Linked DNA regions of Mus musculus: all the other regions are linked to region 3. The links are chromatin contacts, called in public HiChIP or PLAC-seq maps. All regions are on one chromosome and are shown on one strand. The core of a region is the stretch at or near the end of the contact, and the rest is flanking DNA. Distances in the headings are between cores, read along the strand shown.

Region 1 (2,700 bases), core at 163-2,662, 190 kb after region 3:
TTGAGGATTTCATCTTGTGTGTGACATGCCTGGCTTCAAGTCCTGGTGACATAATCATGTGTGACTGTAGGCAAATTACCTTGTTCCTGTAAGCCTTATCTAGCTTACCTACAAAATGGGAGTTAAACTATTGGTGCTTGATACAAGGCTTTAAAAAATACAAAGTACTTTGGACACTCTTGACACAGACAAGCCGGCTACATTGTTATTATTAGGGCTACTTAGAGCTTGGCTGCCATGGTGGTCCTTCCAGCTTCCTCTTCTCTTAGGCCTGCACGTTTGCCTCCTGCTTGGCAGGCCAGGGAGTTGTGGGGATTTCTGCAGCAGGAAGCTTATGGGGTGATTCCACCGTTCCCCAAACCAGCCTCTTGTTCAGAGCAAGTCTCCCCTATCATGGTATATGCTGAGTTGATGGGCTCTCCCTGGTGTGCAGGGTAGGAAGAAAAACAGCTTGATCCACCCTCAGATTTAATCTCCCCTGCTACCGCACACACCCATGGGCAAGAGCTTCCATATTCTGGAGCTCCGGACCCAGACTCCGCCTTCTGCCCTCTAAACCCCCAAGCCGGGCACTGAATAGCCATCCCCTGCCTAGGCCCCCTCTGACAGGAACCTGTCTGCACGTGCACCCATGCCTGCCTGCCACGTGGGCCTTCCCCTGTTGCAGGCCCCCAAAGCCCATGCTGTGACTCCCAGGCGACAGGCATCCTGAGTGCCTGTGAGCATCCCTGAGCTTGCAGCTCCCTAGAGGCACGTGGCCTGCTGGGCTTCCCTCTGTCCTGTCTCCTCCCTGCCTTTTTTTTTTCTTCCTCTGCCTTGCTGCGCGCACACACACACACACACACACACACACACACACACACACACGTATTTCTAGTTTTGCCAGGCTTGGGTCTCCCTCGGAGAGGTGGAACTCGAAGTCCCACCCTTCAGCTTCATCATGGAGGCCCCAGGGGATTTTCCATCTCTGGCTGGCTTTCAGTTCTCTGTTGTGAATTGGTCTGGCTACCCAAGGAAGGGGGTTTAAAAAGCATGAGAAAGATTTGTTCAAAGAGGGTCTCCAGCCCTGAGCGCTTGTCCAAATCCTTCCCTTCCTGCTGGTGCTAGGGTGACTCAGTGTCCTCAGTCCGTCTGTCCCTGCGATTTCCACAAATGAAAACAAAGGAGTGCACGGACTTAGAGCTCTCTCGCCGTTCTCCTGGGCTAAAGCTCGCGCTGTCTACCAGGCCCAGGAGCTGAGGAAGGAAATGGTGGAGGAAGTTGCTCCCCTTCTGGGTGCTGGGTGAAAGTGAAAGAAAGGGAGGGGGCCTCCAGTGAGTCAAGCGGCCAGGCTGGCAGGCAGGCAGGCCAGTCCGGGAGGGAGCCCGGGCTGGAGCTGCGGAAACGTGCGGAGCAGCGATAGCACGGAGAGCCTGGGAGGAGAACCGGGGCTCGGTGTGGGCGGGGCTTCTCGTGGGCAGGACTTATGACGCCAGGTCTGTTCTTTGCTGCTGGTTTTCTGGGAACTGCCCCACCTGCTATCATAATCTCTGTGGTATCTGAGCCTACCAGGATCTGCAGATTCATCCTTGCCCACCTCTAGCCTTTCCACCTTAGTGACCCAGGGTCAGAGTCTTGGCAAAGAGGTGGGCTTGTATACCTCCTACTCTTACCAACTTCCCAGAGGGAGACAAACTAACTAAACAAATAAACAAAATTTTATCTGAAGAACAAAAACTTAACAACACAGCAAGCAGCTATGCATGTTGTAAAATACAGGCCTGGATTCTATTCTGTAGCAATGTCAGTGTAACTGTCACTTTAGACATCAGCTTAGAGTGGGGTGGGGAGTCTGGCTCACTTGTTCAACATGTGCTTAGCATGAATAAAGCCCCTATCCCAGCAACACCATCCTCAAAATATGGCAAAGCAAAACAACTGAACACTTTCCATCATAGGCAGTCTCGAGGGCCTGAGGTCTAGAACTCTGCACCGTTCCTATTTGAGTTAGACTCTGCTCTGGCTAGGCACTCTTTAACAGTGGAGGGGACGGCGGTGGTAGCCAGCAACAGCTGCTGACCAGCTACTAGACTAAATTGGGCCCACATCCAGCCAGGGTTGCAAAACAGGTTCTGTGTTAGTTTGAGAAAGATTTCAGCAGCCAGAGCCCCACCCAGCAACTCTTCCCAGGGGTGGGGCCTCACCTACGTGCTTCGGCATAAAAGGCTGCAAGCCTAACTCTATGGGCCCTGTGGGCTTTGCAAGAGCCTGGTGTGACAGAGGATGGGTGGCTATGCTGGGAATAGTCCCTGTCCCCTAACTTGCTCTTCTTTAGGTGGAGGGGAGCAGTGACCTTAGGGGAATTCTTCTGGGTCTGGAGCTATTGTGTAGACAGTCATGTGGGAAGGAACAGACCTGGGCTGCACTGTGCCCCAGCCTAGTTTATAGTTTAATAGGACAAGGTTCTCAGTTTGGCTTTTGCTTTCCCTTTTCCCCGTTTGACTTGGAGCTTAGGCAACATGTCAGCCCCACTTGGCCCCTTGGTCTGTGTCTTTAGAGGGTTCCGAGTTACACAACCAAATGCAGCAGACGAGAGTCTAGCCAGGAGGTGGTGGGACAGGAAGAGCGAGGACACCTGATCCTGCTGTCTTGCTGGCAGCTGCCCCATGATCCCTGGCCCCCATGAGTGACTTGAGGCAGGGGGACACTGGTGCTCATATC
Region 2 (2,700 bases), core at 28-2,527, 170 kb before region 3:
CACACCTAGCCCCGGGTGCTGTGTTTGTCCCTGGGTCCTCGAGGCTGGATCTTCCATGTTTCCTGCACTCTTGTCCCCTTACTTAACCTTCCAACCCTGCCACCCATCTCTGCTTCACAGGCTCGCAGTCCTCCCCGCACCCAGAGGCACCTCCATCATTTCTCCTTGACGTGTCTACTTTCATTTTCCTAGGACGAATCATTTGACAATCGCCGGCCCATATTTCTAAGCTCTCTGGGTCTTGCTGTGCGATTTTCCTGTCCTCTCTGGGGTTGGTAACACCAATCATCCGCAGGTTTCATTAGCATGCTGTTTACCCCAGTCTTTCAGATCATTAATGAAGACATGAAGTGAGCCACCAATCCTCACAGCCCCCCCCCCCCCCCCCCCCCGCCTGTGCTGGAATCATTATCCTTCCTGGTGTGACAGGGTCAGAGCCAAACCAATTTGCATCAATCTTTGGTAAGATTGGAGAGTGTCGCCTGCACTACAGTCCTCCCATAGTCACAACTGCCTCAGCCATCCTCCCTTCTGGAGTGCTCCCCTCTTCCTTTGGAGGGATCATCGGATCCAGCCACCCCTCTCATCTGGCTGAAAGCCTCATAGCTATGGTAATGGCCAGGCAGGACTCAGAGCTACACAAGTCCGCCATGTTGCTCTCTTTGTGACTTGACCTTTTTGGTAAACACATTCTGGCAGAGGAGGGGAGCAGATGTGGCCACCTTAGGATTTACTATTCTCATCTTGTCATCTGTTTCTACTGATGTATGGGTCAAACCTCCTCAGGATCCCCCAGAGCCTACCCAGGTGTCGGGGCTTGATGCCCCAGGTTGGGGTTGGCTGTTATGTCTCAGGACAAGGCCTAGTCTTCCTGCTTCTTTCCTGTCTTTTCCACCAGACACCTCATCTTGCAGAGACCTGAGTTGGAGTCCCAGGACCCATGTAAAAATCCAGGCCTAGCGGGGCATGCCTGCAGTCTCAGCACTAGGAAGGTGGGGACAAGATTCCTCAGGCTTGGAGAAGCAATGGAGAAAGACATCCAACAGTGCTCTCTGACCTATGCACAGGCAGACATGATCACGTGCACACACACACACACACACACACACACACACACACACTCTCTCTCTCTCACTCACTCAAAGGTGGAGGCAAAGCAACAGTGGCAGATGGGGCAGGAGGCTAGGATGAATGAAGAGCTCTGGGGTTTGCTTCCCTCTGAGCCACCCCATATTCTGTAGACTATTTCTGGCTCTGGGCTGGCTCACATGCTCATCACTCTTCTAACTTGATTCTTCCCTGCTGTTCCTTTGTGTGGAGTTAAGAGCTCAGGCCGCTGTCCCTGAGGCTTGGCTGCATCCAGGAAGGCACCAGGATGTGACCTTCAGCCTCATTTGACCTGAGACCTCAGGCTGGTCAGGCCAGGCTGCTCTCTGAGGGTGGAGGCTGAGGCCCCAGTGGGGCCTGTTAAGCCCTGAGAAGGGAATGAGAACCTGACCAAGCTCATACCTGGAAAAGCACCCGGAGCACTGTGGAGGGGTATGGAGCAAGGACCAGGGACATAGAATAAAGCAGGAAATGCATTCCAGGGTAGTGACCTGAATAACATCGATGCTCAGAAACTACCAGGAGGAAAAGCTGTGCCATGGTGATTTGGCATCATGGGAAGCCAGTGCCAGCTCAGAACCCTGCCAAGGTCATGGAAAATACTTCCCTCCAAGTGGTTCTCAGCATTGTCTGCTGAGTCAACCACTGCATTTCCCAAGTACCCTTGCTAGCCAGAGGTTACTTCACAAAGTGGAGGCTGCGGGGGAGGGGTGGAGATGGTACTCGGCACTAATTACTCCAAGGCTACCGTATTTTTCCTGAAAGTGTCAATAATTTTAACAAATGTGAGCAGGAAAAAAAAAAGGCACCAAGTCCTCGTTTAGTGGCCCTGTCAGGTAGCCATACAACGGTAAGATATGCCCTGCACTGATTCCCACATGGGGCAAGGACACACCTCACGACTCCAGCAAATTCCAGAAGTGTTATTTGCTACAGTGGGAGACTTAGCACATTTGGACTTAACATTTGTTACCATGGTGTCTCACACAGGGATGGTGGAAAAACAGTCACTCTGAGACTTTTGGCGCCTTTGATTCTATATAATTGAGCACTTTCTGGTTACGGGAGGTCACTCCCAACAATATCACATGTAGATCAAAATGAAGATGGAGAAATTCTGTTTAGAACTTGAGTTTCAGATACCCCAGGAAACTCTCCTTACATCCTTTGACCCTGGCTATGATTAAGTTTATCACTGTATCACCCCAAGTGTTCCTGTTGGAAATGGGTTGCAATCCTGGAGGAATCAGAATGTCCTTTATCTACCAGCCAACCTTCTGAGTCACACAGAATACAGCCAGTTATGCGTGGGCAAATAGGCTACGTGTGTGTGTGTGTGTGTGTGTGTGTGTGTGTGTATGTGTGTGTGTGTTTAAAGAGATCATCCAAGAGAGACTGGGGTCAGTCCACAGGGGAAGAGGCAGACATGAAGGTGACAGGGTTCAAACGTAAGCGAGCTGAGGAATGGAGCCTCTGGCAGGCCATGTGCTCGTCGAGGGTAGACTCTCACTCAGGCTCTGTGTAAATTCTCTTTGACATGGTGGTAAGAACCTCACTGCAGGTCTGGGTATGGAGGTCTGGGTGTCGTACCTC
Region 3 (2,700 bases), core at 117-2,616:
CTGTCAGGGTCAGGAGAAACCTGAGCATTCATCTACTGTCAATGATAACATAAACTGGGGCACTCTCTCAAAGTCTGGCAGGTCTTCAAAACATCAGCATTGCCACATAACCCAGAGATTTCACTAGAGAATAGCCTCGAGATGATCAACACTGTTCACACCAAAGTTTGCACACAGAATGTCCCTACTAGCATCATTCCTTTACAGGCCAAAAGTGAAAACCAAGCATACTTTCAACACAATTGAGGATGGCATCAGCTCTCAAAACAAAAGCTGTCTGATACAGACTCCAACCTGGATTAACCTTTAAAACAGAGTATATCTCCAACTACATAGAACTATCCGGAAAAGGTAAATCTATAGACAGAAAGTAGGAGAGTCTGTAGGGCTGAGAAGGTGAGCAGAAGTGTGGAGAGTGACATCTAATGAATTCCAAGTCTTTTTTTATTTTTTTGCTTTTTGGTTTTTTATAAAGTAAGGAAACGGTAATAAAACTTATTGTAGGTACTGAATAGCTCTGCAAAAATACTAAAAACTCATTGGACTGTACGCTTTAAGTGGGAGCACTTATAACTAGATGAATGTTATCTTAATAAAGCAGCTTTAAGACCAGGAGTGGGGGCGCGGGCCTTAATCCCAGCACTCAGAAGACTGAGGAAGATGATCTCTGTGATTTCGAGGTCAATCCGATCTACCATCCGATACTACAAAGCCCGATGCCTCTCGAGGTGCTCATAAACAATCCTGGACAGTTCTCAAGGGTCAGACTGACTTAGAAAGGCCCGCCCACTTGTGATCCCGCAGAACCCATGCCATTCCCGAGGACTCCCCTGGAAGGACAGTGAGCAAAGCACCAGGTCAGGCACGTTAGGTGTCTGGACAGCGTCCCGACCTCCACTGTGAGTACCGTCCCTCCACAGCCCAGATCCTCCAGCCCGCGGTCGAGATGCACCTACCTAAGGCACAAGCCATGGCAGAGCCCACTAGGCCTCCTCCTGACACCACCACGTCGTACACGGTGTCTGCCGAGGAGCCCGCCCATCGCTGGCTGGCAACTAGCGGGCCTCCTCTGGCTGCGAGCTGCGCGGAACTCCACCAGCGAACGCAGAGCAAGCCTGCCATGGAGCCAATGCGGGCCGCCATAATGACTCCTGCCTGCGCCCGCGCCCGGGACTTCTCCCTGATAGGTCCTGGAAAGTGCTTCCGGGGCAGTCGTCAACCTTGTGTGGTTTTAGCCCTGTCTTCAAAACCGGAAATAAAATAGTTGAAGAAAATTATCCAATCAGAAGACGCTCTTGCCTCATTGGGCGGAACAGACTAAAGACTGGAAGCCAATCCAAGGCTAAAGCCATGAAGGGGCGTGGCTAGCAGTACCTAACCGCCGGCGCCGCTGTCACGGTTGTCACTGCTGCTTTCACCTCTGCTTCTCTCTCTCTCTAGTTAGGAAGATGACTGTGGGGAGGACTGCGGGAGGTCCTGAGTGCGCCGAGTGGAGCCGTGAGGTGAGTGGAGAAAGGAGGAAGTCGGATGCCTCAGCAAGGAATCCTCAAGAGTGGAAACTGTTTAGCGTTGCCGTGGAGACAGAGTCAGGGGCGTGTCATCAAAGGGCGAAGAATTAAAATTGGCAGCGCTTGGGCACTTAGAGAACCAGTCTTGGGGGACGTGGGTCTTTTGTGTCTTGTACCAGGCTCTGATATCAGGAATCGTACTAATAACAAACCACGAATTAACCTTGAAAATCTTAAAAGCGATCTCTATCTTAATATGATTATCCAGAAAAGGCAAATCTAGGGGGCGCGTCATTGCATGGGGCTGAGGTGAGGAGAAACAGGGAGAGACTTCTAAAAGGGCTGAGGAGGTGAGGAGAGACTTCTAAAAGCTTCCAAGGTTTTTGTTGTCGTTTTAGAGTAAGGAAAACGCACCGAAACGCAGCTCTTCAAATATATTAAAATTCATTAAACTGAATGTGTTTAATGTGTTGTATCCTCTCAAACCCATTTTCTAGAAAAGAAAAGAGATGGGTTAAGCAATTTGCCCCGAAATCTCTGAAAACAGAAAGTAGGCTGGTAGTTGCCTAGGGCTGACAGGTTGAGAGGAAGATGTGGGAGGGTTAAGGGATATAAGTGACAATTAAATGCTACACTGGTGCTTCAGAGCAGAGATTCTCAATCTGTTTCACCTAAGATCATCCTGCATATCAGATATTTACCTTACAATTCATAACAGTAGCAAAATTACAGTATTAACAATGAAAATGACTATGGTTGGGGCTCACCACCACATGAAACACTGTATTAAAGGGTCGATGCATTAGAACAGTTGAGGACACTGCTTTAGAGGAATGGTGAAAATGGTCTGACTTCTACTGTGATTGCTAGATGACCCTGGCTGTTTTAGAAACTGGAGGAGAGTACGCTTTGAATGGCTCACTTGTACACTATGGACATTGTGTTTCAATAAAGTTGTTTTTAAAACGAAAGAGCCAGCATTATGGCTCAAACTTGTAATCCCAACAACTCAAATTACTAAAGCAGAAGGATAAGGAGTTCAAGGTCGCCCTTTGACCCTGTCACAACAGAGAGAGAGGGGCAGGGGAAGGAGAGAGTTTTGCTCTAGATCACATGTTCTTCAGCAGCAGAGCTAGGGTTAGAGCACACACTTATCTCTAACTCAGATGGACTGCTCCAATTGCCACTAATC

Evidence for each region. HiChIP or PLAC-seq counts read pairs in DNA pulled down with a chosen protein or histone mark.
Region 1: a contact with region 3 is called in an H3K4me3 HiChIP or PLAC-seq map of pro-B cells, with 4 times the contacts expected there. The contact joins the enhancer-like site here to the promoter of Fam161b in region 3. A contact is called at or near these places in 1 of 39 promoter capture datasets (hippocampal neurons), 2 of 484 Hi-C or Micro-C datasets (CD4 T cells and embryonic stem cells), 3 of 115 datasets of contacts at active chromatin or transcription factors (embryonic limb bud, embryonic stem cells and pro-B cells) and 4 of 9 other capture datasets (adipose tissue, embryonic stem cells, liver and 1 more).
Region 2: a contact with region 3 is called in an H3K27ac HiChIP or PLAC-seq map of embryonic stem cells, with 12 read pairs. The contact joins the enhancer-like site here to the promoter of Fam161b in region 3. A contact is called at or near these places in 3 of 39 promoter capture datasets (embryonic stem cells, liver and stem cell-derived epiblast-like cells), 4 of 115 datasets of contacts at active chromatin or transcription factors (bone marrow-derived macrophages and embryonic stem cells) and 4 of 9 other capture datasets (adipose tissue, embryonic stem cells, liver and 1 more).

The regions. Positions count from the first base shown.
Region 1 is chr12:84,174,468-84,177,167 of GRCm38.p6, reverse strand. The region is part of intron 1 of Mideas (mitotic deacetylase associated SANT domain protein); the gene reads left to right. Among named protein-coding and RNA genes, the nearest start is that of Gm40475, 13 kb to the right of the region's middle. RefSeq lists an enhancer at 425-1,477. Within about 2 kb of position 1,412, at least 414 of the 459 cell types and tissues checked have an H3K27ac peak or open chromatin away from gene starts, as enhancers often do. A contact at or near this core is called in adipose tissue, embryonic limb bud, embryonic stem cells and 4 more, where this site is marked.
Region 2 is chr12:84,532,943-84,535,642 of GRCm38.p6, reverse strand. No RefSeq gene overlaps it. Among named protein-coding and RNA genes, the nearest start is that of Vsx2, 36 kb to the left of the region's middle. Within about 2 kb of position 1,277, at least 17 of the 459 cell types and tissues checked have an H3K27ac peak or open chromatin away from gene starts, as enhancers often do. A contact at or near this core is called in embryonic stem cells, where this site is marked.
Region 3 is chr12:84,360,494-84,363,193 of GRCm38.p6, reverse strand. It overlaps Fam161b (family with sequence similarity 161, member B), which reads left to right and starts at 1,366. Exons shown (of 9, transcript NM_001358283.1): 1 at 1,366-1,502. The coding sequence starts at 1,449. Coq6 (coenzyme Q6 monooxygenase) reads right to left here and starts at 1,226. Exons shown (of 12, transcript NM_172582.3): 1 at 957-1,226. The coding sequence starts at 1,143.